Regions from separate parts of the Ovis aries genome. Here region 2 is linked to region 1. Evidence: chromatin contacts called from public Hi-C data. All regions are on one chromosome and are shown on one strand. Each heading gives the region's core, a stretch centred on a gene start, on an enhancer-like site or on the middle of the called end of the contact. The rest is flanking DNA. Distances are from core to core; before and after follow the strand shown. Region 1 overlaps NUMB (NUMB endocytic adaptor protein). Region 2 has its middle 9.4 kb from the start of NUMB.

Region 1 (4,740 bases), core at 1,657-4,156:
GGCTCAGCTGTACAAAGGCCACACAAAGGCCTGTGTGACAGCTCTGAAAGGTAATGAATATGTGTGAGCAATCCCACTGTCTCTGATGAACAACAGATCTTAGATTTATACAGGAGACCTGTTTAGAGTTTCCTCCCTATGGAGCCAACCAGCCACAAGGACAAAGAGAACTTATCCATTTCTTCTGGTACATCTGACAGTGGTGCTATTTAACTGGATGTGTTTCCAAAGCCTTTTAAATTAACTCCCTGCTGGGTCCCAAATGGCAGAAGAAGAAGGGAAACTTGAGACCCTTGATGTCTGAAAGCAGGTACACTTTCATCAGGACAAATCACAAACCATGTAACTTGGACTAGGAATTTCCATCATGGCTCTGTTAACCTATTGCTGAAAATAAATGAACAACTCCCATCTCTCTCTGTGAACCTCCATTTTCTGCCAATGGGAAATGATACAAGCTATGCACAGCCACCAAACAGCCTCAGAAGAGGGGTGGATAGTTTGATGGGATCAGGGACTCCACTGGAGGTGATGTAACGCTTCAGTGCCTGAGCCCCGGGGAGTTGGGGATGCCATGTTACCTGTGTGTTTTATGGGGAAATCAGTCTTCCTCTGCATAGTGGAAGGCAACTCATTGATGCGCAGGGACAGTTGGCGTTTAAAGGGTGACATCTTCTGGCTAAGAGCAGGAAATCCTCGGAAAGAGCCTTGGCGAGCAAGTTGTTCAATTGGTGCATGCCGGCGTGGGATGGCGTGAGGATTGTTCATCTCCAGAGAGGCAGTGGCATCCAGAGTGGGAGAGGTGGGAGAGGATGGGGAGGTGACAATGTTGCCAGGGGCCACTGACGAACCATCAGCTGTCTTATCTGTATCAGCTCAAGAAAACAGGAGAATGAGGACCTTAGGGCAATGTCTTCAAATAATTTGAGCTCACATCACTAAGGAACCCCAAAAACCTCCTGGGTCATTTTACCCATCTACTTCCCTATGTATCTCAAAAGACAGGTTAGAAGCAGGGCTCAGATCTCCTGTTTTTCAGATAAATAAAGGGTTTAATAATCTACTACATGTCACATGGTATATCTACTATTCTCATGTAGTAATTAAAACACTGAACAAAACTAAACAAAACAAAACCCCCCAGTACCTATGAACTCTTAATGTGAGGTCTTTTAACGAATAATAGTGCACTGTTTTCAATGTTTGTTTGCTTTCTGGCCAGTGAGGCGGGGACAGAGGACTTCAGGAGTGGCAGAGTCAGAAGGGTCTAAACAAACTTAAGTTTGACAAGATGTTAAGTCATAAAGCAGGCCTGGACAACAGGCTCTCTTGAAGAAAAGCATACAGAAGTCAAATTTTAAATTGGAGTAAACAAATACAAGACTGTTTCCATGTGAATACCTGCTGTATCACACTCTCATTGTGGTCAGTCTCTACTTCCCCAACTCCCCATAATCCTCTGTAGATGCTAGGACTCAAGCATTTGGGCAGCTGCTATATGTAGCAAAAAGTATTATTTGGTGGTATCAAAGAATATGCTTCCGGTCTGAAAATCACTGAGGCACATTAAATAACAGCCTATACACATTCATTTGTCTAGTTAAAATAGCACTGTGTTTTTTTTGTTCTTTGGTATCCTGGCAGAAATGTCGATAAGAAATGAAAAAATCATAATCATTACTTCAATTTCAAATGAAAACATATATTCTTTTTTGGCTTAAAAATTAAAAGCTGTTTGGGTATTAGATTAATGAATGCATGCTAAGTTGCTTCAGTCGTGTCCAATTCTTTGTGACCCCATGGACTGTAGCCCGCCAAGCTTCTCTGTCCATGGGATTCTCCAGGCAAGAATACTGGAGTGGGTTGCCATGCCCTCCTCCAGGGGATCTTCCTGATCCAGGGATTGAACCCATGTCTCTTAAAGCTCCTGCACTCGGAGGCGGGTTCTTTACCACTAGTGCTACCTGGGAAGCTGATGTTACCTAAAATGGCAGGTTTAGAATTAAAAGAATATAGTAAAAATTGGCAAAATTATATTAATGTATATTTAAACCAAACTTTTTAATTTAAAAATACTCCTTGCTTTGGGTTTCAGCCCAAGTTATACACAAGAATGCAAAGCATTTTCTCCCTAAGCCCTAGCACTCAGTTCTAAAATACACTGGACTCAACTTCAGACAACAGCCTCCTGAGTAACTTGAATGTCTGGACAGGCATTTTTGCTATGCTGCCAAGTGTACCTTAAAAAAACTCACATTCTGCAAAACCACACACTAAAATTAATGGGGCTATGGAAAAAATAGTGAGGGGCCAGCTTCTCAAAAATCTGTGGCCTTTTTTCATGAAAGCACTAAACAGTCATAATCTAATAGAGCATCACTGAGATGTCTCTGCCTGCATTTCCACCTGGCATCACCATCTGCAGGTCCTTTGCAGCTTAAACCTGGGACTTGCACTTCCTTCAAGATGTAGGTCCTTGATAGCATTTGGTTTTCATAGAGATCAGATGCATCACAATTGAAAAAAAAAAGATACAGGTTTTCCCAATTTTGCTTTTAAATGTCTTTGCAACTTCTTCAACTGCACTCTCAGCTTCCCCAGGTAGTTAAAATTAACAGACAGAGTAAATACTTTGAGGCCACTAAACAAGCCACTCTGTTTACATTTTCAGCTTTGTTCTTAAGGTCTTCATATATTGCTAAGAGTTCTCTATGCCCCTGACAGCTTCCAAATATTAACCGGTTGGGAAAAGCTGTTTTAAATAAACACACATTGTAGTAGGACAAATTGTACCTTTCTTGGCATCTTGGATTTGTTTCATAATCTCCTCTCTTTCTGCTTGCTCAGTGGCTGTGGTGACACGGAATGATCCTTCTCTCGTGAAAGTGGTCCGACTGGCGTCGAAAGTAGCAGTCACTCCACATTCCTTCTCCCGCTTCTGCTTACGTTCTAAACAGGCTGCAAAGGCACAGCCTACAGCGTGGCTCAGTCTTTCACCCTGTACATAACAGAAGGTTTAAAAAACGTTTTCAGAGTTATGGTGTCAACAACTACACATTAGCTGGACCACAAACAAGTCTGTTTTTACACAGGCAAAATGTTAGGAACTCCAGCTTATTAGATTTTAGTGTATTAATATGCCAAATTAATCTAAATGAATAATACCTTACGAATGCTATGACCCTCTACTGCAGCAGGCACCGGGTAAAGTGGCCATCAGTAACCTGGGCCCTGTCAGCAGCCACTGACATTTTCTTATTAGTCATAGTCAGGTCCCTCTGTCACTTGTGTTGGCTCTGGCCATCAGCTGAGAAGACACTGGTCAAAGTTCCAGGCCCTAAGTCTTGACACCCAAACCTCTACTTGCCATGTAGGGGAATAATAGGAATATTTACCACACATTTCTAAGCAACAACTGGAAATACAGGGCAAATTTCAGAGCTTAAATTTACTGCCAACATGTCTAGGAACAAAAGGCACAGACTTAAAACTTCAGATAAATACATCTCCAGCGACGAGAAGGAATCAGGCCCAGGAAAGCTGAGCCTTCTCAGTCTCCCTTTCTGAATGCTCTTCTTCTGCCCCGTTGGGCCCTCAGTGCTTACAGGCTCTCTCCCATACCGCCCCTATTTTTATTCAACTCTCTCAAACCCCAACTCTACTTCCCAACCACACACAGGCAAAAATAAAACCATGTTTTCAGCCACATTTTCAACTTGTAAAGGAATTAAACAGATAAACCTGAATTTTTGGTGTGTGGGAGGAGAGGAAGGTTTGTGTAAACTAAATATTGTTTTAAAGATGCACTGGATTATCTAGAGTAAATTTAATAAATTCAATGGATTCTTTTTTTTTTTTAAATTAGGGTTATCGGTATTTTAAACACTACCCCTAATTGTGGAATAAAAGGGTAACAGGTGATACAATAACTGCCGGCATCTTGTAACAGTGAGGAGAGATATCTGAGAACAGGGGGCCTTTTGTGGAATTTCCAAGATCATACCGTGTAAGCAGCTGCTCCTACATATGGCTCTGAGTATGTAATTTCACTGCATTTTATATGCCAGTATCAGATACCACAAGGAGAGGTAAACGTCTGAGACACTTTTGTCCCCAGGATTTCACATGATGGTGAACTGTAAAGTCTCATTTATAGACTGACAGACTCATTCTTTGTGAATCCACATGAGTTTCCATGTAACTACTTAGTACCCATGATAAATGGGTAGGCATGGAAGCATGAAATAGGAGAGAGAGCAGAAAGAATTTTAGAACCCATCTGCATTTGAGCACAGCTCTAGTACAAGGACAGAGCTATAGGCCAAAGAAGCTTACTGTTTCTGCTAGGCCTTATGGCAGAAGTTCCTGAAGACAGACTTGCCCTCAAGCTCCATCCCAGACTCACTGAGTAAAAAAACTCTGGGGTGGGGCCCAGCCATCTAATTTAATGAGCTCTCCAGGTGATTCTGATACAGAAGAACCACTGTTTTATACCAGAGTAAAACAGCCTGAGGGCTATGATTTGACAACAGAATGGTTTTAAAATATAGCAAAACTCTTTGGATTTTACAAGTGTAGTGATAGCAAAATACACTGCTTTATGACTTACGGTCTGAGAGAAAGGAAGAAAGTGTAGTTTAGTTACTTCAACCCATTTTCGAAGCACTTGTGTCAAATCGAGGAGGAGCAGCTTTAACAGTATCAGCTACCATTTTGGAGCAGTTAGCACGAGCCAGGTCC
Region 2 (4,602 bases), core at 1,289-3,788, 170 kb after region 1:
TCCCCCTGCCTCCCTCCACTCTCTTTACATTTGTACAGGTTCTTTCCTTTTGTCAGTATTCCAGAAGAAAAAACTATCCTCACAAGGAAATGCCTTAGGATCTTTTCAGCTGGAGCTGTTTTCTGATCCAAAGTCACCATCTTAAGCAGTTTCTTCTGTGGTGCTAGACCATTTGGTTCAGTTCATTTCAGTCGCTCAGTCGTTTCTGACTCTTTGCGACCCCATGAATTGCAGCGCGCCAGGCCTCTCTCTCCATCACCAACTCCCAGAGTTCACTCAGACTCACATCCATCGAGTCAGTGATGCCATCCAGCCATCTTATCCTCAGTCGTCCCCTTCTTCTCCTGTCCCCAACCCCTCCCAGCATCAAAGTCTTTTCCAATGAGTCAACTCTTCGCATGAGGTGGCCAAAGTACTGGAGTTTCAGCTTTAGCATCATTCCTTCCAAAGAAATCCCAGGGTTGATCTCCTTCAGAATGGACTGGTTGGATCTCCTTGCAGTCCAAGGGACTCTCAAGAGTCTTCTCCAACACCACAGTTCAAAAGCATCAATTCTTCTGCACTCAGCCTTCTTCACAGTCCAGCTCTCACATCCATACATGACTACTGCAGAAACCATAGCCTTGACTAGATGGACCTTAGTCGGCAAAGTAATATCTCTTAGCACTCAATAAATACTCATAGATAATAACAGTTACACTTCTGCCTCCAAATCAAGACACCTGTGCAGCTGGGATTTAAACAGGCCCCCCAGGGATGGGGGAGCCTGATGGGCTGCTGTCTATGGGGTCACATAGAGTCGGACATGACTGAAGCGACTTAGCAGTAGCAGCTTGGTTTTCTGAAATGCCACAACCCTGGCCTCTGCTTCTCTGGGCATGTTCCTAGGTGTTTCCAGATTTGTGCACAGAAGAGCTCAAAGCAGAAGTTGTGGGGAACGATCTGTGAGGTTAAAGGAGAGGTATGTAGCAACATCAAGTTCCTCTTCCTGTCACTTGTCTCCTCTTCTTCTAACTCTGTGTTTCCTCTGGGTTTGAGAAAGAGGAGAATTGTAAGTTTCAACACTTCTCAGTAGCCAGAGAAGATCTCTGTCTGCTGTTTTGCAGGATGGCCAATTTTAGAAAGGAAAGAAGGGCTGAGAAGATGAAGACTTGCCCCCAGGAAACCTGCCTACACAATAGGGATGGTGTGTTTATTTATTCAGCCTTTTCCTTCAGGCAGCCAGAGCAGCAGCCATTTCATTTTGCCCTCAGGAAGTGTATTTAGTAGTAGGCTTTCTTTCTTTTCCTGTTAGTTTCCTGCAAAAGGACATCAGTGTCTTCTTAGAGCAGCAGCTGATAGGAAAGGATGTTATTGCTCAAGGGAAGGCAGACAAGCCTATTTCCCGAGTCAGACCCAGATCATCCCCAGGGCCCAGAGAGTGCAGCCTGGGCTGTGGAAATAGAAGAACCTGATTTTCACACCCATTTCCCTCATACCATCCTCCTCCCTGTAATACTCTCTAGTGTAACAATAATTACATCTTCCACTTGTGTAGAATTTCACACTTTCCCAAGGTAAGCATCACAGAAGCAGAATCGGGGGCACTGTATTTGAGGGAAACTGGGATTTACTTTGGAGGGTTAATATTATGTAGAGGGGAGATTATACCAATCGTATAGGTTTACTCTAAGTAGGATGAGATGGCTGGATGGCATCACCAGCTTGACGGACATCACTTTGAGCAAGCTCCGGGAGATGGTGATGTACAGGGAAGCCTGGCGTGCTGCAGTCCATGGGGTCATGAAGAGTCGGGTGTGACTGAGCACACACACTGAGCGTACACGCGCCCTGAGTTAGGTTCCCTTTACTGGCTCCTACTCATTCTACAGATCTCGCTTTCGAAGTGATTTCTGAAGCAGGGCCTGCTGACCTCTCCTCTCCCAGGCACCACTGGGTTGGGCTCTTATATATATTGCACTTCCGTTTTGGATACACACATCCCATGAGTAAATTTGCGTGGAGCACATCCTCCTATAGCACTGTGATATCAGGAACCCATCCCTCCTGCTCACAGGTCCTAGCACGGGGCCAAAGTAGTTCACTAAATGTTCAGTGAATGAATGAGTCAGGAGTTGTCCCTAGGAGCTGCCTTCCTTCCCTACACTGTCATTTATTTTGGGGTGGTGCTATGGGAGTTGTAAAAAAGAAAAAGCATGTGCTAATTATCATGTAATGATCACTAGTCGTTAGTAGTAATTCGTAAGTAAAAGCACAGTGGTGGTATATGACTAAATAAAACATTCCACCAGTGTGTACAGGGCCTTCCCTGCATTATGAATCTGAAATCTCATTTCCTGTCTCCGTTGGACCCCCACAGAGAGACAGGGTCATTCCTTCAGTTGCCAACAGTGGGGAGAGGGAGAACTCAGTTTCCTCTGATTGAGCGAAACCATTCTGGTATGAAAATTAAATGAAAATGCTGGGCCAGTAGTAGCCTTCTGCTACTTCCCTCTCAGGTTCTGAGATGGATTTCCCCATCAAAGGTCTGCACTGAGTCATCCCTGCTCCAGATAAAAAAAAAATTAAAAACTCAGCTCCCTCAGGGTGAGTGATGGGAACATGGACACATCCTGCTAATCTTCCCATTGTGGGTCAAGGTTCATGGCCTTGGCCCCCTCCTTGGGAACAAAGAGGACAAGCTGAAAGGAAAGACAAGACTTTTCCTTCTCATTCCTTCCTACCTCAAAAGCTCTTGGTCTGTGACTTCCTCTTGTTCTGCAGAGGGGAAGTGAGGATAAAGACAGAGAGAGAAGAATACCACAGGACATAGCACCCTGGTGGGCCTGAGGTTGTCAGGCAGCTGTGAATTGGGATGAAGGATTATAAGACATGAAGAATCCCTAGAGATTCTTCAACAATTCTCACATTCCAAATAACCGAGGCACAGCCCAGTTGCCCGGACACAGGGAACCAGAAATGCAGTCAGCGGGTGGTGATGACAGCAAAGAAGCGAGCAGATCCAACACCCCAGCCCCTACGAAGAACTGTGCCCCGAGGGAGCACCACAGACAGCTGCAGCCTGGGTAGTGAAGACAGGGAGTGAGTGCTGAGCATGAGACCTTGGATCAGGAGGCCCACACTCCATCAGCTGATGGAAGGAGCCCACGCGAAAGATGAGTGTCAGAGATGTGGCTTAATCAGTTAACCATGGAAGGGGCACTTGTTTATGACATGCATTGAAATCTCTAGATGAAAAGAAATGGCAGGAAAAGCTATTATTATTTTGAGTGTCGATTCATAGAGGAGCCAGCTCCTCTTTGAGCTCCTGTATTGGACTCAGAGGCCACAGTATTTTCATCTTGAGTGGAGCAGTCCCTGGAGATCTGTTTTCTAAGAACTTCAATTGAGAGCAAGTTCATTGCTGAGGTCCAGAGGGAATCCAACCAAAAATCTCATCATTGAAGTGTTACAAATTTCCAGCCAAGCCCGAGTATGTTTTCTGGGCAAACAGATCCTGGCCAGACCTAACATGCCTGGAGGCATGCATAGGCTATGACGTGGTAACTCTTTGCCCTCCCTGTCACTCTCCTAAGTTTCTTTCTCCTCCTGTTCTTTTTTACAGGTACATAAGGCTACTTGGAAACTTTGACTTATCAAAGAATATTTATAGAGATTCCAAAATGAACACACCAACTGTGGTTCTCCACCTACCATTTAGCACCCCCACACACACTTTTTAAAGGAAGTGGTCAAACCAGACCCTTGTTCATTCTATTTGGCTGGTCTGTGACCCTGGTATTCTACTTCTCTATTCATTCCCTTGTATACTTTACTGTAAATACTCCTGCCCCCCACCTCCATTCCAAAGGGTTATGTTAGTCATTGAGTCCTTAAATGAAAGCATATTCTCCTTCCTGGCATCTCCAACGCTAACAAGCTGACTAGACTCATAACAGGACTTTAACCCATAACCCAAAACCTTCAACAAGTGCTTTCCTTGCCCTGAATGACCTAAGCAGCAACAATCCCAGGTCACAATCATCACAGAAACAGATATTATTTTTCTGCTATTGCACTATGTGGACAAAGGTTGTCTTACTCATGCAGAAAGATTACTTAATAAAGCTAGAGCTGCTTGTAAACCAAAAAAATCTCAAGAATGGGCATGTGACTGCTAGGCATGCTTTAGGGGGTAAGCTAAGTCCATAGTATCACAAGAAGCATGGGTAAGACCAACAGGAACTCTGCTCTCAAATCCCCAAATCCTAGGATTACAATGTAACTGACAAACTTTCAGTACTGTTAAGATGAGGACTGATAATAAGAAAAAGAATATTTCAAGGTGTAGGACGTAAGTGCATAGAACTCAATATCCAAGGAAGGAATGTAGTCAGAATGCAGAAACAACTAGAGCGAACTGATGAAGTGCAGAAGCATGCATGAGTGAACCAGGGGGTCCTGTGTCAATGCCCCAGATTCCCCTCCTAGTGCCAGGGACTCTACCTCATTGGACTGGAGTAGGTGTGCTTTATTTTTGCAAAGCTCCACCAAGTGCTTCTGATTCCTAACCAGGTTGAGAACCACTACTTGAAAGCTTTCATCCAAGGTTAGAGACTATTA

The links. A called contact is a pair of places that touch in the nucleus more often than the background predicts.
Region 2: a contact with region 1 is called in a Hi-C map of liver, with 5 times the contacts expected there. The contact joins two enhancer-like sites. A contact is called at or near these places in 13 of 16 Hi-C or Micro-C datasets (blood, hypothalamus, liver and 6 more).

What each region holds. Positions count from the first base shown.
Region 1 is chr7:82,827,070-82,831,809 of ARS-UI_Ramb_v3.0, forward strand. NUMB (NUMB endocytic adaptor protein) reads right to left here. Exons shown (of 9, transcript XM_060418288.1): 6 at 2,794-2,998; 7 at 582-866. Among named protein-coding and RNA genes, the nearest start is that of PAPLN, 46 kb to the left of the region's middle. Within about 2 kb of position 2,907, at least 7 of the 54 cell types and tissues checked have an H3K27ac peak or open chromatin away from gene starts, as enhancers often do. A contact at or near this core is called in liver, where this site is marked.
Region 2 is chr7:82,997,778-83,002,379 of ARS-UI_Ramb_v3.0, forward strand. No RefSeq gene overlaps it. Among named protein-coding and RNA genes, the nearest start is that of NUMB, 9.4 kb to the left of the region's middle. Within about 2 kb of position 2,539, at least 10 of the 54 cell types and tissues checked have an H3K27ac peak or open chromatin away from gene starts, as enhancers often do. A contact at or near this core is called in liver, where this site is marked.